Regions from separate parts of the Mus musculus genome. Here all the other regions are linked to region 1. Evidence: chromatin contacts called from public HiChIP or PLAC-seq and promoter capture Hi-C data. All regions are on one chromosome and are shown on one strand. The core of a region is the stretch at or near the end of the contact, and the rest is flanking DNA. Distances in the headings are between cores, read along the strand shown. Region 1 holds the start of Sox21 (SRY (sex determining region Y)-box 21). Region 2 overlaps Abcc4 (ATP-binding cassette, sub-family C (CFTR/MRP), member 4). Region 3 overlaps Abcc4 (ATP-binding cassette, sub-family C (CFTR/MRP), member 4). Region 4 overlaps Abcc4 (ATP-binding cassette, sub-family C (CFTR/MRP), member 4).

What was found. Promoter capture Hi-C pulls out the DNA fragments that hold promoters and counts their contacts. HiChIP or PLAC-seq counts read pairs in DNA pulled down with a chosen protein or histone mark.
Region 2: a promoter capture Hi-C map of hematopoietic stem and progenitor cells shows a contact between it and region 1. The contact joins the enhancer-like site here to the promoter of Sox21 in region 1. A contact is called at or near these places in 19 of 39 promoter capture datasets (the 3T3-L1 cell line, the HPC-7 cell line, HPC-7-derived erythroid cells and 13 more), 4 of 15 datasets of contacts at CTCF or cohesin (embryonic stem cells, large pre-B cells, pro-B cells and 1 more), 53 of 484 Hi-C or Micro-C datasets (the AtT-20 cell line, B cells, the G1E-ER4 cell line and 35 more), 34 of 115 datasets of contacts at active chromatin or transcription factors (Th17 cells, acute myeloid leukemia, astrocytes and 21 more) and 5 of 9 other capture datasets (adipose tissue, embryonic stem cells, embryonic tail and 2 more).
Region 3: a contact with region 1 is called in an H3K27ac HiChIP or PLAC-seq map of stem cell-derived neural progenitor cells, with 4 times the contacts expected there. The contact joins the enhancer-like site here to the promoter of Sox21 in region 1. A contact is called at or near these places in 5 of 39 promoter capture datasets (cranial neural crest, frontonasal cranial neural crest, hematopoietic stem and progenitor cells and 2 more), 1 of 484 Hi-C or Micro-C datasets (nephron progenitors), 14 of 115 datasets of contacts at active chromatin or transcription factors (craniofacial prominence, embryonic basal ganglia, embryonic brain and 9 more) and 1 of 9 other capture datasets (adipose tissue).
Region 4: a contact with region 1 is called in an H3K4me3 HiChIP or PLAC-seq map of embryonic limb bud, with 6 times the contacts expected there. The contact joins the enhancer-like site here to the promoter of Sox21 in region 1. A contact is called at or near these places in 1 of 39 promoter capture datasets (cranial neural crest), 1 of 484 Hi-C or Micro-C datasets (epidermal suprabasal cells), 20 of 115 datasets of contacts at active chromatin or transcription factors (astrocytes, a colorectal cancer cell line, craniofacial prominence and 12 more) and 2 of 9 other capture datasets (adipose tissue and embryonic tail).

Annotation. Positions count from the first base shown.
Region 1 is chr14:118,234,030-118,241,870 of GRCm38.p6, reverse strand. It overlaps Sox21 (SRY (sex determining region Y)-box 21), which reads left to right and starts at 4,841. Exons shown (of 1, transcript NM_177753.3): 1 at 4,841-7,841. The coding sequence starts at 6,236. The coding sequence ends at 7,066. It overlaps Gm4675 (predicted gene 4675), which reads right to left and starts at 5,639. Exons shown (of 3, transcript NR_131969.1): 1 at 4,927-5,639.
Region 2 is chr14:118,577,809-118,585,649 of GRCm38.p6, reverse strand. The region is part of intron 19 of Abcc4 (ATP-binding cassette, sub-family C (CFTR/MRP), member 4); the gene reads left to right. It also overlaps the pseudogene Gm23302. Among named protein-coding and RNA genes, the nearest start is that of Mir6391, 11 kb to the left of the region's middle. Within about 2 kb of position 3,094, at least 10 of the 459 cell types and tissues checked have an H3K27ac peak or open chromatin away from gene starts, as enhancers often do. A contact at or near this core is called in bone marrow-derived macrophages, granulocyte-monocyte progenitors and hematopoietic stem and progenitor cells, where this site is marked.
Region 3 is chr14:118,538,990-118,546,830 of GRCm38.p6, reverse strand. All of the region lies in intron 20 of Abcc4 (ATP-binding cassette, sub-family C (CFTR/MRP), member 4), which reads left to right. Among named protein-coding and RNA genes, the nearest start is that of Mir6391, 50 kb to the left of the region's middle. Within about 2 kb of position 3,645, at least 17 of the 459 cell types and tissues checked have an H3K27ac peak or open chromatin away from gene starts, as enhancers often do. A contact at or near this core is called in embryonic stem cells and stem cell-derived neural progenitor cells, where this site is marked.
Region 4 is chr14:118,508,176-118,516,016 of GRCm38.p6, reverse strand. The region is part of intron 26 of Abcc4 (ATP-binding cassette, sub-family C (CFTR/MRP), member 4); the gene reads left to right. Among named protein-coding and RNA genes, the nearest start is that of Mir6391, 80 kb to the left of the region's middle. Within about 2 kb of position 5,101, at least 10 of the 459 cell types and tissues checked have an H3K27ac peak or open chromatin away from gene starts, as enhancers often do. A contact at or near this core is called in embryonic limb bud, where this site is marked.

The DNA of each region.
Region 1 (7,841 bases), core at 3,592-6,091:
TATGTATATCAAACATCCCACAGACAATGAACACAGGACAATAGTCATATATATAAATAATATACAATTATATATAATAGACATATATGCATATATATACATATGTACATTCATACACATATCTATAAACTACAACACTAAAGGACCCACTTAGAAAAGAGACATAGCATGAAGTGAATTTCCCACTTCACAGCCTTCATACTTTGTGCAAACAGAAGGAAACAAGACAGGAAATGTCTCATCAACAAGGAAGGAAGCAATAGTCTGCGGCACGTTTGCACAATCTTTCCAGCTAAGATGAGTGAACTGCAGGGATGCACAGTAAAACCAATGTATCCAAACAGCATGATTAGCTGGAAGAAGTCAATAGATAATATATATGAAAGTTTTCTGATAAAAATTTCACAAGTTAGAACATTAAAACAATCATTTTTAAGGATACATCAGATTTTTTATTAGATATTTTCTTTATTTACATTTCAAATGTTAATCTCTTTCCTGGTTTCCCCTCCAAAAAGCCCCCTACCCCTTCCCCCCTCCTCCATTCACCAACCCACCCACTTCCGCTTCCTGGCCCTGGCAGTCCCCTATACTGGGGCATAGAGCCTTCACAGGACCAAGGGCCTCTCCTACCATTGATGACCAACTAGGCCATCCTCTGCTACATATGCAGCTAGAGCCATGAGTCCCATCATGTGTTTTCTTTGATTGGCAGTTTAGTTCCTGGGAGCTCTGGGAGTACCGGTTGGTTCATATTGTTGTTCCTCCTATGGGGCTGCAAACCCCTTCTGCTCCTTGGGTACTTTCTCTAGCTCCTTCATTGGAGACCCTGTGCTCTGCCCAGTGGATGGCTGTAAGCATCCACTTCTGTGTTTGTCAGGCACTGGCAGAGCCTCTCAGGAGAGAGCTACATCGGGCTGTGAAGATGGACCCTCAGAGGACCGGCCCTAAGTCAGTCACAGGAATGCAGGAGGGTCTGCACACTGAGTCACCCAGCAGTGACTGCGCAGCTGATGTCCTTCTGTTGCCTGCCATAGGACGACTACTGAGGAATCACCTACTCTAAGGCGCCTTTCCAATCCATAAACTGGGGTGTGACTCTTACTCTATAGTACTTCTCAAAAAGCGCAGAGAGGGCTAAGAACTAAGTCCTAGCAGCTGGGAAATAAGAAAACTACTCTCTGAATGAACCCCAAGGCATCCACAGACAGGTCCCCAGTCAGAAGGAAGGGCATCCAGGAGGAATCCTCTCAGATTTGTTCTTCTCCTAATAAACAGACCGCGCTGCTGATGTAACTGATGAGTGGCCCCGCCCTGCCAACGTCACGAGTCACATGACAGGATTGTGGTTCTGGATTTGCCTCAGCCTAGCAACCAACCCTCAACCCTCCCCATCTACCCCCTTAAAAGCACTTATCTACAGAGATTAAAGCTTTCTGCTATTTTTGCAGGGTTCTTGAAGCTTAAAATTGGGATTTTGTGCAACTGCCTCTCTTAAATTTAGAAAGGTTTTCCTGGCGGGGGTAGGGCTGAGGGCCTTGGGTGGGGCCGAAGAGTCAGAAAGAGACAATTTTGGTGTTTCTAGTGTAGTCATTAGGGAAAGCTCTTCTAGCCAGTGCCAACCTCCTTGTACAACCTCATCAGTACAACCTTAGCTTTGTAAGCACAGCAGAAACGATGAAAATCGGGGACTGAAATCTCAAAATGATACGAAAGCCTATATTTGTACCCTCTGATGTAACTCACTTTTCTTGCCTGTTTAATCCATTTGGAACCTGTATCGCCCTGCCCCCCCCCCCCCCCCCGTAGGATAAAAGACTGGGAAAGCAGAGCTGTCACTAAAGCCTAAATAAGGTTGGCTGCTGTCATCATTCCCTTCTTAGCAGGTCAAACAAGCTGCATTGCATTTCGAGCGAAAGATGACTCTTTCCTAGCACCTGCTGAAGAGCTGGACCCCAAGGTTCTCTTAAGGATAGTTTTAGACGCCCCGATTCCACGTGGATCCCACCATGAGGCTTGGCCTCTAAGTGTTGAAAGTATCCTGAAGGTTGGGTTCCTGAAACCTGTAGATTAAAATATCATACAGAGTGAGGATGGAGCAAAAGGAAAGGAGAGGAGGAGATGGAGGAGGAAGAAGCAGGAGGAGGAAGTGGGGAGGAGAACGTTGAAAAGATGGGGGGGGGGAGGGGGAGGCGTCTAGGTTCACACTGGGACCTGGACCTCCCTATGCCTTTGAGAAGAAGAAAGTGGATCTGCCTGGTTTGATGCTGCCAGGTACTTTTCGACTCCTGCCAGCATCATTGCTGCCTCCTAGTGAAGCTTTCGGGACTGGGAAAGGAGAGCAATTATGAAGGAGGCTATGAGGCGGGGGAGGGCAGTATCAGGACACCCACAGACTTTCCATGCAAGTCTGCTCTGTTTCCCACTGGATACTTCTGTGGCTCGGGCACTACCGTGTCCCTAAAGAAAGCAGAGTCTCCTGGTGAAACTAACCAGGTGGTCTGCTCTCTGCGTGCTTCCTAAGAGTCGACAGGACCCATCGCACTGACAAGTCTCTATCATTTCCTTGTCTTTTACCTATTCCTCATATGGGCCATTCCCTTTCCTATAACCTACATATTCATCATTCAGAAGGGACTGCACCCTAGTTGTTTAAGCATGTGCCATTCTACCGATCTGAACATAACAGGGGAGCAAATGAAAACTGAATTTACATTTGCACACACACACACACACACACACACACACACACACACACACACACACACACACAAAGGTTTGGGGCTTTCCCTTATTAAAAGCTCTGCTGGGCTCATGCCAGAGGGGTCTGGAGGTTGATGGGTAACAGGGAAACTATTTTCTTTTATCTCACAATTATTGAGGATGCTCTTTTCTTCAGATGTGAAGGTCTCAGGACAAGAATACTGACCCCCCACCCCCCCAAAAATCCAGAAGTGATAAACCAAAGCATCGCCCATTTTGAACTGTGCTAAGTTTTGTTTCATGAACACAGGTCGCACACACAATTATTTTCTTTTTATGATGTCTCTGCTTTCTACTGAGTTTTCTAACTTGGCTCACTTGCTAAAAGGGCAATGTTACATAGTTTATACTGGGGTTATTCACAAAAGTTTTATGTATTTGATTTTTGACAACTTATAGCATACATAAGCATAGATTTCAGTCATATATACAAACATTTCTATGCAATCATAATTTATTGCATGTTTATAAGATAAATTTGAAGCGCATAAATTATTTAAATTACCAACATAAATTGATTTCTTCAGCCTTCAATCTTTTTATGTCAAGATAATTTTCATTACTAGACTCAACTTTATTCAGAATTAGTGAATAACAGTTTTCATATATTGTGTTCCCATATATATGTTCTTTGTGTGACAGTGGGTAATATTTTGTCTCAAAACTATTATGCAAGTTGGTAGGTTGAAAGCTCAGAGACAGTAATTTTGTAGTTTATCATCATGAAACAGTGTATTTAATATCCTAGTCTATGTAATTACACTTGCCAGAGTCTTAGCATCGCACCACCCAGAGTCTGAATGACAGTGTCTACAAAAGTGAGGTAAAGAATTATGATTCTAGAGGAATCAGTTCAATTGTTTTAGCAACAGGAGAGCAAAAACAATACAAAATAAGCATTTACAAACATGACAGCTAAGGAAAACAGAAACCCACTTAACATGCCACTGCTGACTGGCATGTCTGTTATCACAACAAACATTTCAAAAGCCATCGCCTTCTTCAATTTAAATGAGCAACAAAACAAGCCCAATTCTTAAATAAATAGGAGTGCAAACCAATTCATGTTAATGCCCTGATTACAAATCAATGGTTCAAAGGTCCCGTGTGTGTACAAACTGGACATAAATTGCAAAAAGACATTTTAAAAAAAGCTAACCGTGTATACGAATGTGTTACTTGCAAACAGCCAAAGGAAGACAAGTAATCTGCCTGAAACACAAAGTCCCTGAGGAGGGGGGTTCCCCAGGAATATTCGGGGGTGCTATTTGATTTTTGATTGTGTATAGCGTCAATTATAATAGCTCTAACTACCAAGCAAGAAAACTGGCTCAACAGCATAAAAACTGTCAGAGTAGAACATTTTTAAAATTTTTATTTAGAGAAATGATTTATGCTTTTGATTTGAAGCAGCTTTGCCCTATCGTTGAGAGACTGCAAACGTTAAAGAAACAACACAGAGATAGCTCTGACGACCAGAATTAAAAGAAGGCAAAACAAGACAGAAGACAACTGTTTAAAAAAGCTGTGTATTCAGAAGGGGATGCGGGCTCAACCTAGGCTCATTCCTTTTCCAAAGGCTTGCCAAAAATGTTCTGTCCATCCTGGGCTACTTTCCACTCCACTACCTCTGAGTGCAACCATGAGGCAAGAAACTGCCGGAGGCGTCTGTTGCGAGTCACACCTGGCCCTCCAAGGAAAATGAGTACTTTCTTGCCATTCGGAACAGTCTCAAACACTTTCAAAGACTCTTCCCCCACTCCCACCCCCAGGCTCAACCCTCTTCCTCGCCAGTTTCTGAAGCTCTTTTCCTCTGGTGTACCGCTTTCATCCTCCCGGAAGAGCAGCCAGCAGAGCACCAGCAGCGCTGGGCAGAACAGGGGAGCCGCCGGCGACACCAAGCTCCAAACAGTGCGCAGACTCCGCGGCGCGCGGCGGACACTCCACTCGCCTAAACCTGCACTCAAAGTGAAAAAAGAGTAGGAGGAGGAGTGTTGGGAGGGGGGACGGGAGGAGGCTCCGCTGGTCCCTCCTCCCTCCTGGACTCCCCGGCTCCTCCTCCGCACTCCCAGGATATACACACACACTCACACACGGCCGCGGCTGGACATGCACACCCAGCGCCCGCTGCCGGCGCCAACACTCGCAGGTGGCGACACTCACCTGAGCCGGGCTGCAGTCGCCTCGGAAGCGGCGGAGCGAAAGCCTGGGCCCGGAGCTGGGAAAGCAGGAGCAGCCCCAGAGCAGACCTGCGATCTGAGGTGATATAGCACGTTTTCTTTAATCCCCGTCCTCCTCCAGGACCTGGATCCCTGCATCCTTCCAGCCTGCGGCGCCCGGAGTAGCCGGGACCCAGGGGCTCGCGGGCGCGGCACCCACGCGGGCGCACGCTCGGAGGCGCGCTCACCGAGAGGGGCGCGGCTGAGCCCGGGCCGGAAACTTGGGAGAAGTTAGTTGCAAGTGTCTGGCTGCTGCGACCGGAGCTGGGAGAAGGCGCCCGGGCCTGGCCGGCCGCGCCGCACCGAGCAGCCCTCCGCTTCTGGAGTGCTCCGGGAGCCCGAGACCTTCAGTGCGCCCGGGGAAGCTGGGAGCCAGCGGAGCAAGCATGGCCCCGGGGACAGCCTGCAGCAGCGAGTCGGAGAACCCGGACAGTCTCCACTGAGGCCCGGCGACTCAGGCTAACTCAAAACCTCAGCCCGCCTCCTTCCTCTCCTCTCCTGTGCCAAAGCCCGGCAGCAAGATTCTCCAGGCAGGTGCCCGGGGACAGCGTCAGCCCTCAGCAGAACTACAGGATTGGGGGTTCCATCAGCGCGCCCTGACCCCGACACAGAAGACGGGCCGCTGCAGTGTTTGTGTTTCTGTCCGCCGCCCTGCTCTGCGCGCCCCGACCCTACCCCTCCTCTTCCTCTTCGCGGCCACCCCTCCCCCACTCCCATCTGCTTCTGTCAAATGAGAAAGTCACCGGGGAGAACCCAAACACTCCAGCCGCCGAGAGCCCCCTTTGGCACTTGGCAGCACGCGGCGGCGGGCTTCTCGGCTCAACTTGGTGGATCCTCCGCCGCTCAACTTTCGGGGCTGCTTGGCTTTTAAGGCGCTGAAGACAGAGGAGAGGGGAGAGCAGAACCAGGCAGCGGCCACCTGCAGGGAGTTGGCGAGCCAAAGCAACGGGACAGAGGACAAAAAAGCAGAGGGCAGAGTGACACCGCGGAGTGGGGACACCGAGGAGAAGTTTCAGGGTCCCGGAGAGGATTTTTTCTTAGAGCTCGACCAGACAGACCAAAGCGGTCCGGGACGCAGCGCCCCGACCCAGGGCTGGTCGTCTGGTCCTCTCTTCCCGCGCGGGAACGACGCGGGGACGCACGGCCGCCCGCTGAGCCGGTTCCCTCTGGCAGCCAACATTGATTTCCTCCGGGCGGAGGCCGAGGGCCCCGGTGGCGGCGGCGGCGGGCTGCAGCCGCGGCACGGCGACAGCATGTCCAAGCCTGTGGACCACGTCAAGCGGCCCATGAACGCCTTCATGGTGTGGTCGCGGGCTCAGCGGCGGAAGATGGCCCAGGAGAACCCTAAGATGCACAACTCGGAGATCAGCAAGCGCCTGGGCGCCGAGTGGAAGCTGCTCACCGAGTCGGAGAAGCGGCCGTTCATCGACGAGGCGAAGCGCCTGCGAGCCATGCACATGAAGGAGCATCCCGACTACAAGTACCGGCCGCGGCGCAAGCCCAAGACGCTGCTCAAAAAGGACAAGTTCGCCTTCCCCGTGCCCTACGGCCTGGGCAGCGTGGCGGACGCCGAGCACCCGGCGCTCAAGGCGGGAGCCGGGCTGCACGCGGGCGCGGGCGGCGGCCTGGTCCCCGAGTCTCTGCTCGCGAACCCCGAGAAGGCGGCCGCCGCAGCTGCCGCCGCCGCCGCGCGCGTCTTCTTCCCGCAGTCTGCGGCCGCTGCCGCCGCCGCCGCTGCCGCCGCCGCCGCTGGCAGCCCCTACTCACTGCTCGACCTGGGCTCCAAGATGGCAGAGATCTCGTCGTCGTCGTCCGGCCTGCCGTACGCGTCGTCGCTGGGGTACCCCACGGCGGGTGCGGGCGCCTTCCACGGGGCGGCCGCGGCGGCTGCTGCGGCCGCGGCGGCCGCCGGAGGGCACACGCACTCGCACCCCAGTCCCGGCAACCCCGGCTACATGATCCCGTGCAACTGCAGCGCGTGGCCCAGCCCGGGGCTGCAGCCGCCGCTCGCCTACATCCTGCTGCCAGGCATGGGCAAGCCTCAGCTGGACCCCTACCCCGCGGCCTACGCTGCCGCGCTATGACCCCGCGGGGACCTGTGCACACACGTGTACATATGTATAGGTTCGAGACTCGCGGCCTTCCGCTGCGCCCTCGGGCGACAGGGGGCCCGGTTTGTATGTACATAGATGTATAGGTGTCAGGCAGAGGCGGAGATGCCAGTCCGGGCTTGAAAGGCCGAGCCTTCGAGGGCGCGGGCGAGAGAGCGTGTGGATTTCGCAGCATCATTCCCCAGCCGCCGCACTTCTGCAGCCAACTTTAAAGGAGAGCGGTTGTTAGCGCCAGCAGTTGGTGTTTGCTTTGCACTTCGGAACCTGTTGCGTTTTGACCCACAGAGGGGGAGGGGCGGTGCTTTACGATACGTTGGGCTTTCCAGTTTTGTTGGTTGGATTTTGCTTTTTGCGTCTCATCCTTCCTCCCTCCCGGTCCCACTTGGTCCGTGTTGCATGAGCTCGGTTCTGATGTTCGGTCTGAAATAGCTGGCCAAGGGGAGAGCCGGTGACTCGTGTCTTTAGCTTTTTAGAGTAGGGTGGCTCTGGGCAGCCTTACTCTGATTGTACTGTTGAATTCTGTAGGCCTCTGCAGAACACAGCCCGGATCTCTTCTTGACCAGTGAATGACCAGCTCGAATCCGGCCTGTATATGAGAGATGACCGCCGTTCCTTTTGTTTCATCCCATGTGCAAATCAAAGCAAGACCTTTTTTGGTTTTTCTTCTACTTCTTTCCCAAGAACAAGAAATGCAAAGAAATACATGTGAGGTGGAAGTTGTCAGTTCGATATTCTACCCCTGAAATAT
Region 2 (7,841 bases), core at 1,845-4,344, 350 kb before region 1:
GCAGGTGTTGCGTACATACATGCAGGGGTCATACATGTACATACAAACACTCATACACATAACAGTTTTAGATAATTAAAAGAAAAATTTCTTCTGTTAGAGACAGAATGGTCTAGAATCATGAAATTAACTGGGGGCAGGGCAGTGTGTGGACTATAAATTTATTTTTCCTTTTTTGGAGAACAAGATAGTATTGACATATTAAAAACTGTATCTCATGCTAGTCTGAATCTCTCTAAACTCCATATTGTTTATCATAAAGATGAGAGTTAAACATGGTTTAGTGTGTACCATAGACTGAAGTTCTCATCAGTACCAACTTTTCCCTTTTTTGTCCATCCATCCGTCTGTCTGTACGTCCATCTTTCCTGTTTTTTTGTTTGTTTGTTTGTTTGAGACAGGGTGTTTCTGTGTAGCCCTGGCTGTCCTGGAACAGCTTTTTGACTGGGCTGACCTTGAACTCACAGAGATCTGCTTGCCTCTGCCTCCTGAGTGCTGGAGTTAAGTGGAAAAGAATATGGACCTCTTCATGAATTCGCATGCCTTCCTTGCACGGGGACCATGCTGATCTCTGTATCGTTCCAAGTTTAGCATATGGGCTGCCAAAGCCTTCGCATGGTGCTGGTCTTCATGTGGCCATGTTGGTGTGAGGAAAAGTGACTGCATTCCTTCCCTGTGGTGGTGATCATGTGGCGGGCACTGGAAAGTCATTCTCCCTTGACTTTCAGACTAAATAAGTGGGTGTTGACATCACCAGCCAAGCCAGCATGATGAGAGGGGGCACTGTGTAATCTAGACATCAGCTGGTTATCACAAATCCAGATCGACTCCTCTTCCTTTAGGAGTCATCCGGTCTGTAGGCCAGGCAAGTACATCCAGTGCTTCTTCCATAACTCAGGAGCTCCATGCGAAGAGCTTCCGCTTCCTCCACGCCACATTGTCTGAGCGAGCATCCTTCATCCGCACTCCAGAAGCTGTAGGAGATGAAAGCTTTTTTTTTAGTTGAGCTTTCAGGAATGTTTCTAAAATGTTCTTTATTAGAATCACCAAGTGCTAAGATGACAGGTCAAACTGTGAGCTTTTGGGCTGCAGAACGGGGCCACCTCAGTTTTGGATAGATATTGCACATCATCTTTTTTTTTTTTTTTTTTTTTTGTTTTTTGAGACAGGGTTTCTCTGTGTAGCCTTGGCTGTCCTGGAACTCACTTTGTAGACCAGGCTGGCCTCGAACTCAGACATTTGCCTGCCTCTGCCTCCCGAGTGCTGGGATTGAAGGTGCGTGCCACCACGCCTGGCTGCACATCATCTTTTAACCCCCTCCATCCTCACATCGGCTTTTGATTGGGCGTCAGAGTGGACAGAACACTGGTTGTCGACTAGGATGTTCTGGGTTGAAGCAGCTGTCCTCAGTGGCGCTCATGGTCCCGTGCGTGTGTGAGATTTCGTTTCTCATGATACCATGTGTTTTATATCATTTCCTTCTGTTAAAGGTGTATAAGGCAGAAACTTTGGAAATGAACCAATGGGTAGGTTTACCCAGCAGGAACTGCAATGACCCCTCCTTAATTTCCCTGTGGTGACTGCGAGCCAAGGTAGTATGTGGTGAAGAACATAACTTTGGAGGCTACCTACCTGTCTGCAGATCACAGCCTCATGCATGCCAGACTATGAGGCCTTCTCAAACTGCTTCCAACACCATAAGTAGCATGGGATTGATAGAACTCTGTGTGTGTGTGCTTGCGAATATGTGGATGTGTGTGATGTGAGACACTGCCTGGTTCATAGGTAATTAAAATTGATTGGTTGAATTTTTCTTTTTTGACTGTTAAAAGATGACATGATACAATTTTAGGGATTTTCCTCCCTCCGACTGACAAATTCTAAATCAATAGCCTAGGAAGATAGCTTAGTTCCTTTTCTGTTACTGTGATAAAACACCAGAACTGCCAACAACGTAGGGAAGAGAAGGTTTATTTTGACCTATGGTTCCGGAGGAGTAAGAGTTTGTCTCAGAGTGGGGAGGAGCAGCAACCAACAGCAGAGGGGGCGTGGCAGCTGGACCGGGAAGTGAGAGCTCACACCTTCAAAGGCAGGTATGAGGCAGACACTGTGACCTGGAAGTGGCATATGATTTAAATTCTCAAAGCCCACCCCCCAGTGACGAACTTCCTCCCCAGACAGTGCCACCAGCTAGGGCCCAGGCGTTCAAATACCTGGGTCTGTTGTAGACATTTCTCCTTGAAACCGTTATACACGTTCCCATACGCAGCGGGTTTGCGGGAAGCGTGCTGTCTTGGCTTTATGGAAAAGCAGATCACCTCAGACGAACAAGCCTCAAACGAAACCGGCATTGTGTGGCTTTGTTGCTTTGCGTGTTTTGTTTTTGTTTTTGTTTTCAATGGGGCTTAGCTTCATTCCAGAGTTCACTTTAAACTTAATTTGGTTTTACAATGAGAGCTCAATTTTGCATGTAAGTACCAAACATCTGGTTTACTTTTTGTTTGAAGATGATATGACTGAAGTTCTGTACAGAAGTCTATTTGCAATTAAGGAAAGACGGTTTGAAATTCTATAATTGAGTTCTATTTAAATGGCACTTTGGAATCATTCCAGGTGAGAGGATGGTTGTACTTCCTCGGAGTGGGAGAAACTTCTTCTTTTTTTTTTTTTCCTTTTTTAACACTATTGGCAGTTAAAATGTAGAGCTTCTATGTATTCACCTTTTGCAAAAAGCGTGAAAAATGACAAATTTCACAAGTGAAATCTAAAGTTGACCCAAGGCAGTTTTAGATTGTTGGGCCTTCAAATTTTATTCCTGGGATGTTTTTAGAGACATTCTGTGGTTTGTTCACTGCAGTTAATTCTGGGCACTCCTTCTCCATGTCTGTCAAGCGGTCGTTCTGACGCTTCAAAACTTCCTCTTGCGCAAAATACAGTTACGGCAGCCTGAGAAGAAAATGAGATTTCTAGTTGGTTCTTCGAAGCTCTGGGTTATCTTTTTAGAACATTGAAGGGTGTAATAAATCAAACAGGGCAAATATAACTTTCTACTATGTCGACTGCCCCATTAGCATCAATAAGCCAGCAATTTAGATGCCATAAACTACTGGCTGATTCTAATACCCTTGAGAGATATCCAGATACATAGCTCTGGGTGGAGAGATCTAACAGAAAAGTGCTTGCTGTTTTGCTGCCAGTGCTGAAGGTGTGTCTGCAGGTGGGGAGCCCCTGGCCAGGCTCTTCAAGAGGGGAAGTCAACATTAGTCATGTCAGAGTCTCCATCACCAGCTCTGTGCTGACATTTGGTGACCCTGTCACACTATAGGATTTCTTTAGAAATAATTGGAAAGAATTTTTTTTTTAGATTTATTTATTTATTATACACTGTAGTTGTCTTCAGACACTCCAGAAGGAGGAGTCAGATCTCATTATGGATGGTTGTGAGCCACCATGTGGTTGCTGGGATTTGAACTCAAGACCTTCAGAAGAGCAGTCAGAGCTCCTAACCGCTGAGCCATCTCTCCAGGCCCTGGAAAGAAGTTTTTTAAGTTAAGAAAAAGCTAAGAAACCCCTAAAGCCGACAGGTTGTGGAAAGATACCGAAGGGTTTCACAGCATTTCCCTGCCCATTCCTTTGATGTCTCAGAGATCAGTCCTATGACGGGTTGTGTCTGTTGGCAATGACAAATCTAGCTTCTTATCAAACCGTGGATCGGCCGAGAGTGGGACAGATTTGGCCTCCTTCCCTGTGTCCTGTCACTTAACAGCAGGCTTCGTTCATTTATTTTGGCAACTTAAACTTCTCCAAATGTTGTCAGTTTCCTTATCTCCCTTCACCTGCTGTCTTAACAATGACAACAGAAAACAAAACACTTACCCTGGTCTCTGACTCCCGAGGGTCTGCCATGTGGGTGCACAATTCCTCTTGTTCTCTTGTCCAGGCCTCTTGGTACTGTCCCCATTCATTTACTTGAGGGTTGAAAAAAACCAAAAAAACAAAAAACCTTAAAGAACAAGATTCCCACGAATCGTTAATTACAGTGAGAATTTCAGCTCAACATTTACTAACCTCTCAGCATGTCTGTGTCCTAGGAATTTGGAGAATACTGGATAGTGTATTCTCTGTTCTCCACGGATATCTTTTCTGTTTATTTTGGGCATGTACATGTGTGGTGTATGAAACCGTTTGTGTATGTGTGGTCGAGTACGTGTGGTGGTCAGAGGTCAATCACTCTCTCTTATTTTTTGAGACAGTCTTTCACCAAACCTGGAACTTACCAATTTGGTGACATTGCTACCTTGTCTGGCCAGCAGGCCTGGGGGGGTGGGGGTGGGGAGGGGGAAGGGGGCACAAGTCTCTGCCTTGCCACCACCTACCCACTGATGCTGGAGTTACTGATGCACAGCACTGTGCTTGACTGGAGTTACTGGTGCACAGCGCTGCGCTTTGGGGACCTGGAGTCCACCCCTCATGCCTGCCTGGCAGGTGCTTCAGTGCCCAACACTCTCAGCACCTCCTTGTTCATTTTCTAAAGATGTCTTACTAATACCCGTGGATCACCACGATCCAACTGTAGTAACATTTCTCTTTTCTGGTAAAAATTGAATTATTTCTTCTCAAGTGAGGGTGGGAGTCATAGCAATCGGAAATACATTAACATTCTCTAAAACTTGTGTGGGCTTAGCAGCCCACCACTCACCCACTAGGAATCTAACAGGCTGTGCTCCAGAATGTGACATGTTTGTTGAAATTACAAAGTCTACCTTGAGTCTAGTGTGGAAGTGAGTGAGAGGCATTTCAGCTTCTCCATTCCTGCTTTCCTTATTCTGTCCAGTCGACTCTTGCCTCCTTGTTTGTATCAGTCTTCGAAAGGATTTTATATTTGGAAATGAATTATTTCTAAAGCCACGAGAGAAAGAAAACTGTCATGGAGGAAGAGCTGCTGTTTCTGGATGACAGATGACAACTTCTGTCTTATGCCTCTCCATTTTCTTGGGTCATTCCCCAGTATATTACCCAACCTGCATGTATGTGTGTGCATATGCCTGCCTGCCTTCCTGCCTGCCTGTCTGTCTGTGTGTGCACATGTACATGCCAAGGGCACACAGCTGGATCTTACTGTACTGCTCTGACCGCACTTGAATGTCTTGCCTGGAATGGTCCTACTACAAACCCCAGGTGTATGCCACCATGCCAAGTTTTTATAACTTTATGACCAACCAACCAACATGTCAGAAAAGTGTTAGCTCTGAGATGTATAACATTTGCTATTGTGCAGGTGACTTAGAACCATGCTTACATACTGCCATGAGATGTTCTTTTTTTTTTTTTCCTGAGCTGCATTTTTGAGTGGGAACACTGGAATATTTGTTGTAATCTTTTAAAAAATATAGACATAGAACACAAATTTTCGTGGCTCGTTCCTATAATCCCAGCACTTGAAAAGTTAAAGCAGGAGGGTTGCCTGGGTTCAGGGTCAGCCTTGTGCGTGCATGTGTGCACAGTGTGTGTGTGTGTGTGTGTGTGTGTGTGTAGAGATCAGGGGGAAGAAAACAGGAAAAACAATTTCAAATCTTATTAAAGTGTTATTATCAACTGTTCTAAAACATCCATAAAGACAAATTAAGCACAACTGCATATTCTTCTAGAGCTCTTTAAGTGGCCTATTAGAAATGCAGTATAATGTTTACTAGGATTAATTTTCATAGATTATTATTATATTTATTTATTTTGTATTGGTAGTGAGTGTGTGGAGTTCAGAAGATAACTTCTAGTACTTGGCTCTCTTTTCATCATGTGGGTCCTGGGGACTGAACTCGATCATCAGCTTTAGTGACAAACACCTGTCCCCACAGAATGGAGATTTCAGAAGGTCCTTATTGGAGGAACTGAGGTCAAACACTGGTGGTCATTTTACAATTCCATGCGCCTGTTCTCTAGGCCCACAGAAACGGGAGAAGCACAGGGCGAAGTCACTTCTCGGTCTGGTCAGGGTGAACCTCCTTAGTGCAGATATTTTGATGTCAGACTTGGGGGCACCAGGGCTCACAGTGATGGATGACTCCTGGGGGTGACTCACGGGGAAGGCTCACAGCGATGGCAGCCGAGAGTCGCGGTGTACAGATGCGGAAGGATCCCACAGACAGACCCAGTTCCTTCATTTGCTTATGGAGTTAGGCTTTGGGGCAGAGTTCAGAGTGTGGCTCCTTGTCCTTTACTCAGAAAGAACAAATTATCTCGTTACTCATTTCGCTGGCCGGTCACTCCCTCATTTTATATTTACAAGAAAGTTTAATTTGTGGAATATGTACCGAGAGAGATAAGCAACAATAGCTAACAACAGAACAGAAGAGTGATGATAATGTACTATGATTAAAAGCATTTAAAAGTTTGAATTATTTGTTTCTGGAATGTTCCATTTAAAGACCGTAGGTTGCTAAAGCCGCAGATGAAGGTGAGGCTCAGGGCTTTGTCCTCACTGTTCTGTGCTCTGGAGAGGTCGACGTGTTTGGGGGAAAAGCAGTCTCTGGGAGTGTGAACCCTCAAAAACCAAGTGTTCAGAGTTAGATAACTTGGTCTCTGTTTTTTCCCTTGTAGTTTTTCATAAGCAGTAAACGATGGGATAGAAAGCTAATATTAGCTATTTTTTTTTAATTTCTTATTTAGAAAACGTAAGTACATGACTTAATTATTACTTTTTGTGCTTTTGGAAAGTGCATTTTCGTTTCTTTTATGTTTTGATGTTGTACTGCTTGTTGCTGTGATAAAACACAGCACAACACAAAACACAAAGTTTGGAGCTAAGACGAAAGGATGGACTACCCCAGAGACTACCCCACCCGGGGGTCCGTCCCATAATCGGCCACCAAACGCAGGCACTATTGCATATGCCAGCAAGACTTTGCTGAAAGGACCCTGATATAGCTGTCTCTTGTGAGGCTTTGCCAGTGCCTGGCAAAATAGAACAGAATGCTCGCAGTCATCTATTGGATGGATCACAGGGCCACCAATGGAGAAGCTAGAGAAAGTACCCAAGGAGCTAAAGGTATCTGCAACCCTATGGAGGAACAACAATATGAACTAACCAGGACCCCGGAGCTCTTGTCTCTAGCTGCATATGTATCAGAAGATGGCCTAGTCTAGTTGGCCATCACTGGGAAGAGAGGCCCCTTGGTCTAGCAAACTTTATATGCCCCAGTACAGGGGAATGCCAGGGCTAAGAAGTGGGAGTGGGTGGGTAGGGGAACAGGGTGGGGGAAGGGTATTGGGGACTTTTGGGATAGCATTTGAAATGTAAATGAAGGAAATACCTAATAAAAAAATTAAAATAAAAAAAAAAGAAAACGTAAGTACATGACTTAATTATGACTTTCTGTGCTTTTGGAAAGCGCATTTTCGTTTCTTTTATGTTTGATGCTGTATTACTTGTGGTTGCTGTGATAAAACACCATGACAGTCATGGGGTGAAAATCTCGGCAGATGGCAGGAGCCCAAAGCAGCAGGATCCTTCACACAGCACACAGGAAACGGAGAACAGGAAGTGGGTCAAGGTTACAGCTCTTAAAGCTTACCCCAAGTGATGAACTTCCCCCATCAGGGTCATCTCTTCTAAAGGTCCCATGACCATCCCTAAACATCACCACCAACAGGGACCAGATATTTAAGCCCATGAGCCTATGGGGACATTTCTCATTCAAGCGACCACACATCAGTGCTCATTGCCAAGCTGATAGAATCAAAACCCACCTTGGAGACAGACCACTGGGCATGTCTATGGGGTTTATCTTGATTACATCAATAGAAATGGAAAGACCCGCCCTGTATGGGAAGCCCTGTTCACT
Region 3 (7,841 bases), core at 2,396-4,895, 310 kb before region 1:
TTGTGGATAAGGTGAGGATGAACAGTGGTGTCACTAACAGAACCTTCTGCCCCTTTGAGTGAAGCCATTAATTTGGGAACCCTGAGGGCTGAATGTGGCCTAGCTGGTCTGCTCCTGCTTGACTGGCACATTGTGTTTGCCCTCCTGTCTCTTAAAAGCACACCATTTGCAAAGCTAGTAAGTGGTCTGCCCTCCGTTGCTGGCGCTCTGCCCCATAGTCACCGCATGCATCCTACTAAATTTTCTCAGGATGCTTGTCATTGTAACTTAATGATGACATTCTTACCAACAAAACTGATACCATATAACAAGGAGCTTGATAGGCTGAAAGCTTTGAAATGACTCACTAACCACTTCTCTTAAGACTAGGTGCCGTGGTGCACACATATAGCCCCAGCCAGCACTGGGAGGCTGAGGAGGCTGTCCTGACCACCTAGCCAGAGTTGGATCCCAACCCCCCCCCCCAAAATACTCAGTTAAATGCTCTCCTCCCCCCACCCTTGGTAGTAAATTAGGTTTCCGTGCTGTCTTTGTTACTAGGTTACTGCAGTGAAGAAATACATGACCAAGGCAGCTTATAGAATAAAGCATGTAACTAGGGATTTGCTTACAGCTTTAGAGAGTCAGTTTATGACCAGCATGACAGACCAGAGCAGGGAGCAGGGCAGCAGGCAGGCATGGGGCTAGAGCAGTAGCTGAAAGCTCACATCTGATCTGAAAGTTGGAGGGAGAGAGACAGAAAGACAGAGAGCCTGGGCCTGGCGTGGGACTTTGAAACAGCAAACCCTCATGTTTCTAACAAATGTCTTATTGTCTGTCCTAAACAGTTCACCAACTGGGAACCAAACATTCCAATATATGAGCCTATGGAGGCCATTCTCACTTAAACCACCACAGGTCTGAAGAGTAGGTGGGGGAGGGGATGTCCTGGAGGAATACACGGAGACCCTGTGCAGAGAGCTTCCTTCCCAGTGTCTTGAGAGTTGTTGAAGACTCGTTATTTATAAGACTTTTCAGGAGGAAGAAGCAGGTATCGCTCAATGAATCCAAGGCTTGCTCTAGGTTGTAAGTTCTACATTGTACATGTTTTAAAATTAAGACTAAGCTGCAGGGAATTATTTCCGACCTGCCTTACATTCGTAGGTCATAGCTTTCAGGATTCTATTGCATCCTGCCTGGAGGAACTGGACAAAGTTTTGTGGGGGATAGTCTCTGAACACCAGGAAGTAGAGAAGGCACACTTGTCAGGACTCCCAGGGTGTGTGATGTTTGTAATGAGACTATGTTGTGGAATAATAATAGCACAAGGTGTTGAGACAAGGCTTCAGACAAGACAAAGGCAGTGGGGACAGATCCTGGAGAGACGGTGTCCTGAGAACCAGCCCTTAACGTTGTAGTAGTTGGTAGGATACGGAGAAGAGGGCACCGAAAGCAGAGGACTGGCCCAGCACAGAGGCAGAGGGTCAGTGATTTAAACACGGAGCATCGACATAAGAATGCCATGGTTAAGACAAATCCTGACTCTGACTCTGTGGTGCAGAACGGTTCATCCCTCAGGGATGCATCCATCACAAGCCATTTCTGTTTTAGGCAATAGGTTCTCAGGTATCCCAGGACGGCCTTGAACTCACTACATAGCGAAGGATGACCTTGCACTCTGATCCTCTTGTCTTCCCAAGTTCTGGGATGAGGAAGCCTATGCCACCATGCCCAATTTACATGGTGTTGGGAGTTGAACCTAGAGCTTTGCATGTGCTAGTCCAGCTCTACCACCGGAACTACTTCCTTACCCCATAGGTAACCCTGAAGGCCACCAGATGTGGCTATGTTTCATTACATCGTAGGAGCTGGAGAAACTGAGCTGCCCTCCGCTCTAGATGAGGACAGACTGTTTAAAAAGCTAATGTGTGGATTCTCTCCTGTGTCTTCCTACGTGAGGTCACAGAGCCCTTAAAAAATCACTTCAGTCCGTGCTCTTGCTTCTTCAGGAAAAGCCTTAAGTTTACGTGCTGTGGAGTGACTGTGTGTGACAGAGTGGCACTTAAAGCATAAGGGTCACATGTCATGTGTGATAGCATTGGGGAGTCTGGCAACCTTCCTTTCTAATTCACTAAGCCTTACCACTGACCCTCTCTATCCTCACAGAGCTACATTCTGTGCATGCTCACAGAGCTACATTCTGTGCATGCTTACAGAGCTACGTTCCAGACATTGCTGACAGAGATACATAGTATAGAGCGGTAAAGATGGAAGAAAAGCACCTACCTCATACGGAGTGCAGGAGAGAGGGTTGCCAGCGTGCCAGCAAAATTCTCTTCCTTCAGTTTAGTTTTGTTTTAGAAGTAAGATTCTGATACATTGTATAGGCTGTCTCGGAATTCTTGGGCTCAAATAACCTTTCTACCTCATTTTCTCAAGCAGATAGAGTTGCGGATAGAGTGATAGGTCTTTGGCTGAACACCCCCGGACCCTGTCCCCTACACGGCCCACTGCCCCCCCCAGGTCTGGGGATCTAATCCAGAGCTGGGCACCTGCCCCACCACTGAGCCACACCCCCTCCCCTCAGTGACACTCCAGCAAAACTCATTCAAGTAACAAAGGATATGCTTCTTTTAAAATATAATATTATCTCTAAGCGAGACAAATAAATTGGTAACAGTGATCATCGTCTGCTCTCTTGTGTTCCATTGAGGTAACTGTCTGACACAGACCAGACCCAAGTCCCAGCTCGTGAGCTTGTATGGAAGATGTTGGGTTTGTGAGTGCTTATCATTTTAGTGGCTATTTCCCATTCTGTGCCACATGATCAGGGTCTGTTGTTTTCAGAACAGATCATTGAGCAGTAAATATTTCATACTAATGTAATCTCTGGACTATTCCCAAAGCTTCCGTGGTCCCCAGTAGCATCGAGCAAAGTGTCTCACTTATCTGGAATTCTGGCAGCTAACATGCCCACTTCCGAACAAAGCAATTGAAAATGTAGTGACTTGTCATTATTTAGTGGGGTTGAGGGGGGGGGGTGTACTTCTGAGTGTGCAAACTTGCACACAGCTGCGTTCTGCAAAACGCTGCCAATGATTTAGAGCTTCGTTGCAAAGCCATTCTTCTTCACTTCACATCCTCATCAGAAAGAAAGAGAGAGAGAGAGAGAGAGAGAGAGAGAGAGAGAGAGAAAGAAAGAAAGAAAGAAAGAAAGAAAGAAAGAAAGAAAGAAAGAAAGAAAGAGAGAGAGAGAGAAAGAAAGAAAGGGAGAAAGGGAGAAAGGGAGAAAGGGAGAAAAAAGAGAAAAAGAAAGCAGGCCAACAACTTGACTGAGCTTAAATAACTGACTTTTCCTACCCTTTCATGGCACACAAAGGACTAATCCTAAGGCTACTCTAGCCACCAGTGCGGGCAGTAGTGGAGACCACCACTGAACGCACCTCCCCTCCTCCCTGCACATAGACACATTGACTTCTGCTTTATGAAGTGAAAATGCCAAGCCAAAGGACGCGAAGGAGCCGTCCCCAGTCCCTTCTTCCTGGGGGTGCAGGATGAGCAAAAGCTACTGCATCTGGATATGGGGAACAAAGCCAGCCTAGGACTTGGGGATAATAGGCTGGGTCACTGGCTTTTATAGAAGCCCAGGGGTGGAACTGCCCGGACTTGTCTGGTCCCACTGACCCTTGCACGGCTTTGTGTGGAGATGTCAGGGGAAGTGTGTAGAAAGCACCCAGGACAATGACTTCGTCATTCTGAGATTTCTATGGTTTGCTCGGCCTACTCCCACCTTCCAATTCCTCTCAGACAAAGGACGGTGTTAGGTAGGTTGCCTCACCCTGGTTTTCAAAGATCTCATTCTTTAAAAGTAAACTCATCCATTTTTTAACCGAATCAGAGTGTTTTTCATGCTTTTGGAAATCAACAAAAGAGGTTTTATTTGGTGCATTTGCAAGGAGGGAATAATTAATCACCTGGAAATGCCAGCCTCAGAGATAGCACTGTGCCAGCTGCCTGACTGAGGTGTGCCCCCTGATCGTAGACAGTCGAGCTGACGATAGCAGGTACTGGCAATATTGACCAACACATAACCCAGGCAGCCCATGTGATCGGTTGGTATCGTTCATGAGGCCCCCTGACTACTATTCCTGGAAGAGGAGAAGTTTGGGATTTTTGCCAGTCAGAGAGTTAGCACCACACTTGGTAGTGTGGTGACAGTCACTGGGGATTCTCCCAGGCTTGTAGGCAATTTGTCCCAGCATGTGTGCTCTGGCGATAATGGTTGTAGTTTAGCAAGAAGGCAATGAAGACGTAAAGAGCAAAAAAAAAAAAAAAAAAAAACAAAAAACAAAAAAAACAAAACAAACAACAACAACAAAACTGAACAATTTTGTTTTTTAAATCAAGCCTGGTGGTGTTCTACAGGAGCACAAAACTTTATAAGCTAACATGGCTGGGTGGTGTGTGTGGTCAAAGAATAGAGGTCTTCACTGTGCCTCCGCACCCCCACCCCTGTGGGCTCTCCCACCGTCAGCCATCCTACACAGTTGTTAAGGCAGAGAGTAAAGTGGTGGAGACTTCTAGAGTTCCATTATCTCGCTGTTCTTGCTTGTATCCATTTTTGTCTGTGTTCTGGTGTTCTGGTTGCTTCAATTTTATTAAAATCGCACACTTCCTATTTTATGTTTTTTTTTTTTTTAAGATTTATGTATGAGTACACTGTGGCTCTCTTCAGACACACCAGAAGAGGGCATCGGATCCCATTATGAATGGTTGGGAACCACCATGTGGGTGCTGGGAATTGAACTCAGGACCTCTGGAAGAGCAGTCAGTGCTCTTAACCACTGAGCCATCTCTCCAGCCCAGGATTTTGTTGTCGTTGTTGTTTGTCTACACTTATTGCGTGTGTGTGCAGGAGCATGCTTGTGAAAATCAGCTCTCTCTTCTGCCATGTAGGTTCCGGAGAAGAAATGGAGGTTTTCAGGCTCGGCAGCACACGCTGCACCCCATTAGCTGTCTCGCTGGCCTGAGCACTTTGCTTTGTACATACACTGTGCCTTTCTAATCCCATCTGGATCATGGTTCATCATCATCAGTCCTGTCTTGGAGTCTCTCCTGTTTCTGAATTTCACAACCCACTTGTTCCTCCAAGCCGTTTCTCTGGCTCCTGATGGGGGATTCGCTGAGGGTCTGAATCCAGCCTAGAAGTAGACGGCACGGCCTCTACCTTGTGGTGCAGGGTTCAGACCCCCTGAGAGAGGTCACCCAGGCCTTGGGAGCTGTGTGTGTTCTGAGCCACATTTCCAGTCTTCTAGTCACATCTAGAAATGATGTCTAGTCTTCACATGGGTCCTCTTCCCTCCTCTAGAAGCACCCAGTATAAATCCTTCTTGACACTGTGACTATAAAATTTTCAGCACATGCCTGCACATAGGTGGGAGTGGAACCCTGATGACATAGTTTTCTGTGGTTGAATTCCTTTGATTATCTAGGTCTCATTCCATGAGTGTTTCAGTGATGAATTTTGTCCATTTATTCTCCATCTACCCCTCCGCATTCCTTCATTCTCCCACCACCGCCACCGAGAGATGACGCTGTATTGGAAGATAGCATATTTTATTCATCTGTTGGTTGATGGATATTTGGATTGTTGTCGCGTTTTGTGACCAACCCTCCTTGTATCAGTATTTATGTGCCACGTATATTTTCATTCCCTTGAGATGAAAATGCCTTGGGTGGGATTTCTGTGCTTCGGGTAGGTGTATGTTTACTAAGAAAAAAAGAAAACCTACCAAAAAGTTTTCACAGTGCCATTCTACTCACACATCGCATGCACAGTGACTGGGGGCGCTCTGCCTTTGGTAACGCATGGGGCTTAGTGTTACCAGTTCTCTTGATCGGAGCCTTTACTGTAGGTATGGCTGGTCTCGCTATGGTTTTAGCTTGGGTTTCCCTGATGATTAGCGATGCTGCACCTTTTTTTTTTTTTGGTGCACATTTATCAGCCACTCGGAACTTTTCTGTGTGTGTGTGTGTGAATTTTTTGGTTCAAATCTCTTGCTTATTCTTTGTAAATTTATTCTTAAAAATCTTGTTACAGGTTGATTTATTGGAATGCGTGTATGTTTAATTCTAATAATTTCTCCCCTCACCCCCCACCCCCGAGTTTGTGATTTTCTTTTCTTTGTTTTTTTAACAGTATCTTTTGGCCAGTAGGCTCTAACTTTGATGGAGTCTAATAATGACCTTTTTTTCTTTTGTGTATTTCACAGTTATTTTTGTGTGTCCTAAGCCGTATGGAGGTACTTCATTTTTTTATTGGTGTGCTTATGTCTGTACACACATACATGTGCGCGTATGATTGAAGATGGAGTCCAGTGTCGACGCTTCTTTCTCAGTCACTGCCCACCCTTCTTTCTGGCATATGTGTTTATGTGTAGGATGTATGTGTATGTATTCGAATGTGGGCACATGAGTGTACGTGTGTGCATATATGTATGCACGTGCCTCTGGATACCAGAGGCTGATGTCATGTCTTCTTTGACTACTGTCTTCCTTACACGTACCGGCAGGGTCTATTCATTGAACCCAAAGCTGACCTCTTGAGCCGGTCTAGCCTCCAACAGGTTAGAAATCCAGGCCCATCACCAGGCCCTCCTGGCATTGATGCAAGCATTGAAAGGGTAGCCCTGACGTGGCGCAGCATACTCTTTAGTCACTGAGCCATCTCCTCAGCCCTCCATCTTGTCTTTACTCTCAGTGAGTCTAGAGCTTTCCAATTCGGCTAGACTGACTGGCCAGCGATCTCTCAGCAGCCCCCTGTCTCTTCCTCCCTGGCACGGGGAGCTGTTACGTGCACACTGCTATGGTCACCTTTTTATGCTGCTTCTGGGACACTGAACTCCCTCTTCACACAGCGTGGCAGGTGATTCACCTCTTGAGATATCTGTTCACCTTTCTTTGGTTTTTCCAGAGAACGTCTCGATGCGTGGCCCTGCTTGGCCTGGAACTTGCTATGCAGACTAAGGGGCTGGGGTTGTGACCGAGTCCCGCTACCCCAGCGATACCCTGCTCAATCTTTGTCCACATTTTCAAAGGCCTCGTGTGTTTTCACGTACTTTGGGTGTATGGAAGGAGTGCTTGCTGTTTGAGGCTTCTCTCTCCTTTAATTTCCCCCCCTGTGTGCATTCACGGTCTTGATGTCTTGGCTGCCTGCATGTGGGCTCCGGTTGCCTGTGTCCTTCCGCACACGATCTCTCTATTCTTTCACGGATACTACAGTGGCTTGGCTATTGTTCATTTTAGAAAGACTTGGAGCCCAGTAGCAGTTTGATCCTTCCCACTTTGTCTCTCCTCTGTTAAATCTCTTTTATTTAAGTTCTAAATTCACCTTACCTTTTTGTTGTTGTTGTTGTTTTTATAAAAGCCTTACTTGTTTTGGTTAATATTGTCCTTAATTGTTCTTACCCTCAATGTAGAAGGTCATTGGTATATCTGTGGTTAACTCAACTTTATATCTGTTGTTCAACAAAGATTTGGGGCTCTCCTTTGCAGCTCTTGTGATATTTTGTAAACATTTGGTGTTAGAGTTATACTGACCTCATGAAAATAAAAGAGTTGGCAAGGGATTTCTGTCTGTGGTAGTTAGTGTTATGTGTCAACTTGGTCAGATTAAGGTTCCCAACCCAAATAGTTTACTCAAACAGAAACCAAGGTGTTGATTGAAAGGTATTTTGAAAATGTGATTACTGGTTTATAATTGGTTGGCTTCAAGTAAGTGAGGTCATATCAGGTCGTGTGGATTAAAAGGTCTTAAGAGCAGAGGCAGAAGAAACTATGGCTGCGGCTGACAGCTTTCCCCG
Region 4 (7,841 bases), core at 3,852-6,351, 270 kb before region 1:
TCCAGGCTGTGAGAGTTAAGAAGCAATAGACGCTTTGTAGACACTCTCCAAATCAGGACATTTGGGAAGTGGCTTAAACCGGGGAGAGGGAGCCGAGGGAAGGTTCACATCTCTGTTTACTTCCAGGCAGGCAGTGGCATCACCGCCGCTGAGAACCGCAGTGGCTGAGTGCTTCACGCCGGCCTGGATTGTGGCTGGCAGGGCGCTGGTGGTTTATGCTGCCATTTCTTCCTCCTTGCCACCCCATAGCCGAAGATGTCCAGGCAGTGTCAAGAGAGTGGATCACTCATGTAGCTTTTGGTTTAGTGTCTTGCCACGTTGCTTTTAGTTCTACCCAGAATAATTCAGAAAGTCTTTATTGAGTAATGAGCGTCTTCTAGTTAGGCAGCCACAGGCAGCATAGGGCCTGACCCCACAGGCCTGCAGCCTGCAGCTCGGGAGCCTGGCAGCTTCGTCCCGCCCTCGGCATTGACGCTCTCGATCACATGGATTCGGCTCCAGGCTTGCTTTGGGGAGGGGTTTATTTTGGTATGTTTTCACACTCTGTAATCACGTGGCCATCAAGGGGAGTTGGGGAACCCGCACACATGCACACATGTGAGAAATGCAGAGGAGAGACATGGGAGAAAAGGCGAAGCAGCTGTGCTTTCTGAGCAGGTGCCCGCTGGGGGGTTGCTTGTGTATTATAAAGTACAGAGAACCTAACACTCGGAGAGAAGGGGACTGTGGGCTCTGAGCCTGTGGCCTCCCACCCTGACATGTAGGGTACTTGTCATGGTAGAGCACCACCGCACTGTGATGAGGTGGTGGAGAAATTAAACCTCTGAGGTTTACTAGTGGGAAGCTAAAATGGTACAGCCACCGTTTTACACACAAGCATGGGGACTCCTCATGAGACTGATAATAGGACTGCAACATTTCCAGCAATTCCACTTGTGAGTGTAGGAGTGTGTGCGTGCGTGTGTGTGTGTGTGTGTGTGTGTGTGTGTGTGTGTGTAAACTCATGCACACATGCACATATGAACCAAAAGCAGGGAACAGCAGAGATATTTGCTCATTCCAGTTCATAGCAGTGGTATTCACAGTAGCCAGGAGGTGGAAGCCACCCAAGTGTCCATCAGCAGATGAATAGCGAAAGACAAATGTGGTTTATACAAACAGTGGGAAGTTACTCAGCAATAAGAAGGGAGGAAGTTCTGATGCGTGCTACAACAGGAGCAAGCTCCAAAAGCATCATGCAGCCTGAAACCGGCCGGTCACAGAATGACAGAGAGTGAACAGTTCTGATCACAGGAAGAGTGTTTAAATTCAAGGAGCCGCAGTCGATGGGGACCACTGGGGACCCCAGGACAGGAAATGGCTTTGTTGAATGGGAATGGGGATTAAAGTTTTAAGAACAGTCAGCCTGTGATTGGTGATGACCACTACAAAGGATCATAAAAACACTTAGCACCACTGCTATGAGATTTAAAATGACGGAGAGGGGAGGGACCAGGAGACGCTCAGTGAGTAAAGGCACACACTGCCAAGCCCAGTGCCCTGAGTTTGATCCTCATTGCCACGTGGTGGAAGGAGGAAACTGATCAGAAAGTTGTTCTCTTAGCTCTGCAAGCAAACCCTGGCACACATGTATGCACACCCTCAGGTAAGTAAATGTAATAGTTAATAATAATAATAATAAATGATTAAGGCATAGATTTCTTGTTGTACTTGTATTCTGACAAGTTTTTTAAACATTCAAAAGACCCTTTTAAGAAAAATAGAGGAAGCAATCTTCCATCACGTAACTTTCCCCTGAGCATGAGAAGCATGGTTATCATAGAAATCAGAGCTCAAATCCCAGGGGCTTTGAATCTCAGAAATGGGCCTGAGAAGAGGCCAGTGTGTCTGTAAAGTAGCTCACAGCCTTGGATGGTAGGATCTAGAAATGTGCCCCACGCTACTTTTAATATTCCTTAGTAAGAAATGGTTGTGTGCTTGTATAAATAAAAGAACTCTAAATAAAGAAGCTGCATTCAGACGATTCTTGGCTCTGCTGGGAATGGTTTAGAAGCACATCTGAGCAAATGCTAACACACCTTGACATCACCAGGTCTTGGTGCTGTTCCATGAGATCCTCCTTTACTGCAAAGGCTACGTGGATCTGCTCCCAAGAATGCGTTCAGAAAACAGTGCTTAGATTTGTGTCTTTGTAGAACACGATCACTATGCGCTGCAAGCACAGCCGGTCTCCTGGATGCTAGTTGGTTGACATAAGAAACAATTTGGAGAAACTATGCATGTGTATAGACCCCAGGATAGACTGCAGTGTGGAAAGACCCCAGGATGGTCTGTGCAGTGTGGAAAGACCCTAGGATAGACCGTGCAGTACATGCGCTTACTGTCAACCTGCCCCGTATTTTTATCCATCTCCGACTGCTGGGAGGGAGGCCTTGATGGAGTCACCTCACTCCCCAGGCTGAGTTTCTGTAATTACCACCTCTCAGATTCTTCATGAAGGATCAGCTGCGTGATAGAATGGGAATGGCCTGATGTGTGCTTCTTAAGGATAAATAGTAACTATTCATAAATAGTAACTATTATTAAGGCTTATGGTACAGTCCTATATGTGTATAACCCATTCTAGAAAGACTTAGGCCATTAACTTCTCTTTAAACTCTTATAATCCCTGGTGATTTTCTTTAAATCAAATTATTTACATAAACTAAACTTAGTGAAAGAGGAAGCAAAAACAAAACAAACAAATCCTCCCAAACTCAGAGCATTACTCAGAGGCACACCAAAACCCGCATGCACGTGCGGCACACAGCGGGGAGAGGATAGCTATGGTAAAACCTGACAAGCCTAATGTTTTTCTCACAGAAGCAACACTTCTCCTAACAGCTGGTCTGCAGCCCTAGGTGCTGTTGCAGTCTCAGTGGAGTTCTTTTGTCTTTGTGCTCTTCCCTGCCCCCATTTCTTAAGGTTTTCCTCCATCTGACTGCTTTAAAGGCTTGTTGCAGCTGTGACAGCCTCCATGTTTCCCTTCTTCCCAGGCCCTTAACCCATCCCCAAACCCTCATTTGCTGAAGAGTCAGGCCCAGCAGCTGCATAGCCAGGAGTCCCCATGCCACCTCCTGGATCATGCTGGTTTGAAACTGACCTGTGGCCAACCATATGAACTCCATACTAAAATCTGAATGCCTTGTGGGTCATCTGCCCACCTCCACACACCCACATGCTCAGAAACAAACATCTCACAAGCACTATCACTCCAGTCTGTGCTGTGGTATTTTCTCAGCCCTGTTTATATAAAAGAGAAAATGACAGTCAGGAGCCTCAAAATTGATTTCATGAGCCACTGGTCACACGCCTGCCCTTTGAAAATGCTGTGCCCGCTGCCCTGCCTTGGGGACTGGTGCCTGCTGACTGCTAACACCCTGGAAAAGGGGAGCCTTTGATAGAGCAGCCAGGAAGGAAACCAAAGATGGAGGAGATCTATAACTCATTACTAACTATCACGATAGTAACATCAGAACTTAGTATTAACCAGTCTCCACATTCTTTTTCTCGTGAATGTTTATAATCAAACGACGTAATGTCAGTTATTTTAGTCATTGTCTCTCTATCCACCCTGCCTAGGAAGGGTTCCTAAAACTATAGCCAGAGAAAACGAATAAACTCAGACGAAAGTCAAAAGTCGCGGAAAGCCGGTAGGCATCTTTTCCTAAGGCTCTTGGCTCGGTCAGGCGCTTTGGAAGGCAGTTTTGTGAAAGTGGCCTTGCCCAAAAAATACAAGTGACAAATAGAAAATCATTGTAGAAACGTGGATTCACTGGGTGCCATACTGAAGGAGCGCCAAGATACTCAACCGTGGAGGCAGAGCCCATCCTTGTATGTGTAGAGAATTCCAATCTACAGAGCGACGGGGGTCAAGCATCCTGCTGCCCTAAGTGAGCAGGAGCCAAAGCTGATTGTGTAGCACGGGAAGCAAAAGAGAAATCTAGGTCCGCCACCGAGTTGCAGGTCTAGATGAACCAAGCCAGCAGCCCGTTTGGGGAGCAGTAACTTCTTGCTCTCTTCTAAGCTCCTCCCCTTGGTTGATGGCTAAGCTCCTCCCCTTGATAGATGGCTAAGCTCCTCCCCTTGGTTGATGGCTAAGCTCCTCCCCTTGATAGATGGCTAAGCTCCTCCCCTTGATAGATGGCTAAGCTCCTCCCCTTGGTTGATGGCTAAGCTCCTCCCCTTGATAGATGGCTAAGCTCCTCTTGGTAGTAGACAGCTAAGGGCCTGTCATTTGTCAACCTCTCAGGGGCAATTCAGAAATAGAGTTTAAGGAACAGAGGGTTCCTAAGATTGGTGACAGTTCTGGGCGGGACTCCTGAGCTCCTTTAAGTAACAAGTGAACGGAGACGGAGCCCCACTTGAGCTGTATCTTCCTAGAGCAGAACAAATGGCTGACACCTGTACTTCCTCCGTACCCCCTACCACCTTCGCCACCGCCAGGAAGAGAGCCCAAGATGAGCCTGGCTTCAGGAACAGCTTATCAGAAAACATCTGCCCATGTGGATCTCAACATTTTTTTTCTGGGTAGAATCCCTTTACAAGCAGAGCCTTTTTTTTTTTTTTTTTTTTTTTTTTTTTTGGCACCAAGGAAATGTTCTCAATCAAAGAGCAATTCACAGCAAATTCCCATTTACAACGGCTAGCAGGGGCTGATGTGTACCAACATCTGTAATCTTTATCATGATCAAACAGATTCTTTGTGTATGTTTAATAGATTCCCTTTGTTTGTACCAAAACAAAAAGCCAGGTGCTTTTTAAACAGCCCACTTCTTTTTAAAATTCCCCTGAGCTTCTAATGAGTTTAAAAGGTTAACCAGAACTGCTATGCCTCTTTAAGGCCCCTTTCTGATCACCTGGTGTGTGTGTGTGTATGTGTGTGTGTGTGTGTGTGTGTGTGTGTTTCAAAGAGAAAAGAGGGTAGGTGTGGTGTTACTAGTAAAGAAATACAATTGGATCCCAGCCTAATGCAGTCCCTTTGTTCCTGCACACTGAAGTCTTCATTAAAACCCATGGCACTGTTCCCTGGAGCTGGTGACCTTTTTGTATTTAAAGGCGACTTTACAGGACTTAAATTCTTCTCTTTTTGTGGGCGAACAATGTTCTCTTCTTCTGAGGTTGCATGATGGTGAGTTCATTCAGAGGCTACAGGACTAAGGGAAGAAGAAAAGAGAAACTGAGCCTGGGGGACTTCAGGTGACGCCACCTTTGAGACCGGGAACCGCTGCCCGGCATAAGGATCAGAGTAGACGGGGCTTGGGAGGCAGAGCAGAGACAGTTCGGGCCCCAATGCGTGGATATTTTAGGAGAGGGATGTTTCCTGGTTGGTGCCCCCAGAAGATGAGAGTAAGCGTTGAACATTACGCTTGTTCATTTGTACTTTTTGTCTTGGTCCCTGGTTGGCTTAAGTGTCTGAAGTTGAGCGGGTTAAGTTTCTCCTTAGCATAATGGAGGCCTAGCTTGTAGTCAGTGCATTCAAAAAGCCTAGTAAAGTCTCTAATTTGGGGAACCGGGATTATCAGCTTGGTACCCCAGATGGTTTCATTTAGACTGGCTGCTTCTGGGTGGCACGCCTAATAAGAGCGTGTGTTATGTTAGTACCAGCCAAGCTCCTGCCACTGAATGTGCTGCAAAGGCTTACAACAGTAGCTGGATGATGAAAAACAAGTTTGACACTAGGCTTCTGGTTTTATTGCTGTATTGAATAAGTGCATTTATTTTCCTAATTTGACTCTTATTAAAGCCTATATCATCAGAGGAAATACTGAGGCTAATAAATTAGGTTGTCGGTTCCTCCCATTGATCCCTACCCTGAAGTCTTCTGCCTGCAAACATTTTTTTACAACACTTATTTATAAGACTAGTTTGTGAAATTCATTGCTTGGAGGTGGGTACTTTAAATAATAATATCTACCAGAAATAATAATTAACTTCACCCTTATCTCCCCTCTCAGTATGTATCTGCTATGAGGACTTTTTTATGACCTTTTGAAGATAATATTAGGGATTTTATTTGGCAGGTGGATAAACTAAATGAGCAGTGTATAATGCATTTGTCCTAGTAAAAGCAGCATTGTCAACAAATTGCCTGCTACTTTTAAAGAAAATATAGCTCCAACCAGTTAATGTTTTATTAAATCACTCTCCTTGTTCAACAAGTCTTGATGAAACTTTACTTATGAAATGTGTATCCGGCGTGTTGTAACAAAGAAAACTGCTCTTGTTTACTTAATTATTTTCTTCTAACATTGCTAAATAAACATGAGTGATTGCCCAATACTCCCTTTGAGTTGACAGTATAGATTTAATAGAGACCCTTATTTTAGTGAATAGTGGTCTAGGGATAATTAGCCAAACTTCCCAAGGGTCTCTTGTTTGAAGCTGGTGTTTAGGATACAAGAGAAAGCAGGTTCTGTGGCTGATACATATAATATGATACATATAATATGAAGGAGTTTCTAATGGGAGGAGGTAGGGATAAGGTAGGCGTCAGTACCTGCTCGTGAGATGGGGCGTTGGACCAGAACTGTCATTCCTCTAAGGCACCAAGCCACCATTCCTACTATGCTAATACTGTGAACTTTGTATGTCTGCAGTCACTTACATGTATTAGTGTTCAAGGTGGGGCACTGCAGAAGTCTAGGAGTTCTCTGTCAGAGTCTAGACCTGATATATTGGATGTGATTTTGCTGTGGAACCTGGAGGAAGAAAAGCTGAGGTAGATATCAGATCTCCTGGACAAGGAAAGTGACCTGTCCTTCACATAAACGAAGAAACCAACTCTTATTTCCCACGTGGGCTCAAAGCTGATTCCTGACCATGGTTACCTCAAGGCTCTCATATACACACTCTTAGAGCCACTTAGTCGGGGCCTCTGCGTAGCGTATTGGCCGTGGTGCTGAGTCTGTGTGGAGAGGTCAGAAAAGCATCAAAGAGAGAACAGTTGGCAGACAGCAACGTGCCTTCTGTGAACCTCATATAAGCAAGAAGAGAATTTACCTGTCTTGTTAGTTGTGCTCACTCGTCCTCCCTCCGTGTGTGTGTGTGTGTGTGTTTAATCTGCAGTCAGAAAAATAATGTTTATTCTGCTGATAAGAAAGTCCCACCACATGCAGATGGCCATTTGTCTTTCATCTTACATTCTGTAATTTTAAGCATAACCTTAGATAAGCCTTTGGTATTCCTTCAGTTTGATTTAGTTGCCATTTTCAAATTTCTTATGACTTCACAATCAACTTTGCACAAATAAAATTCAACAATGGTGTCCTAGTTCGGGGGCTGTGAGGGAATTTGAAGGGGAACAGCCCTGGTCTTCTGACACACATTTTTTTTTCTGTCATTAGTGTAAAACTAAGAAGCAGTAACAGTATCAGTCTTTGAAGGAAAGTCCTCCTCCTTGGTCTTTTAAGTGTTCAAGACCCTGTTCAAGGCTAGGTGACACATCTGTAGCCCAGGAGCAGTCCCCGGGACCTGTGGGAAAGCCGTGACTTTTGTTCTTCACCTCTGTGTACCTTGAGATTCTTCACAGCCAGTTGGGCTCTTCTCCGCTGCCCATGTCTTATGGCTTGGGTTGTCAGAACTCCTAGAAGAAAATCCGTGCAGCCCCCGTAAGCGCACATACACGACGCTGCCTTAAAACCTAGAAATCAGCATGTGATTCGGGAGCAACTCCTGAATGGAAGTTGCGTTAGCCGTCCGAGCTTCACAATGGGTTTCGGCTTACCGCGCCCTTGTAGTTAGCAGTGAGGTTCCCCAGACAGGCAGTCCTGATGCACAGACAAGATAATGTAGGGATTGGC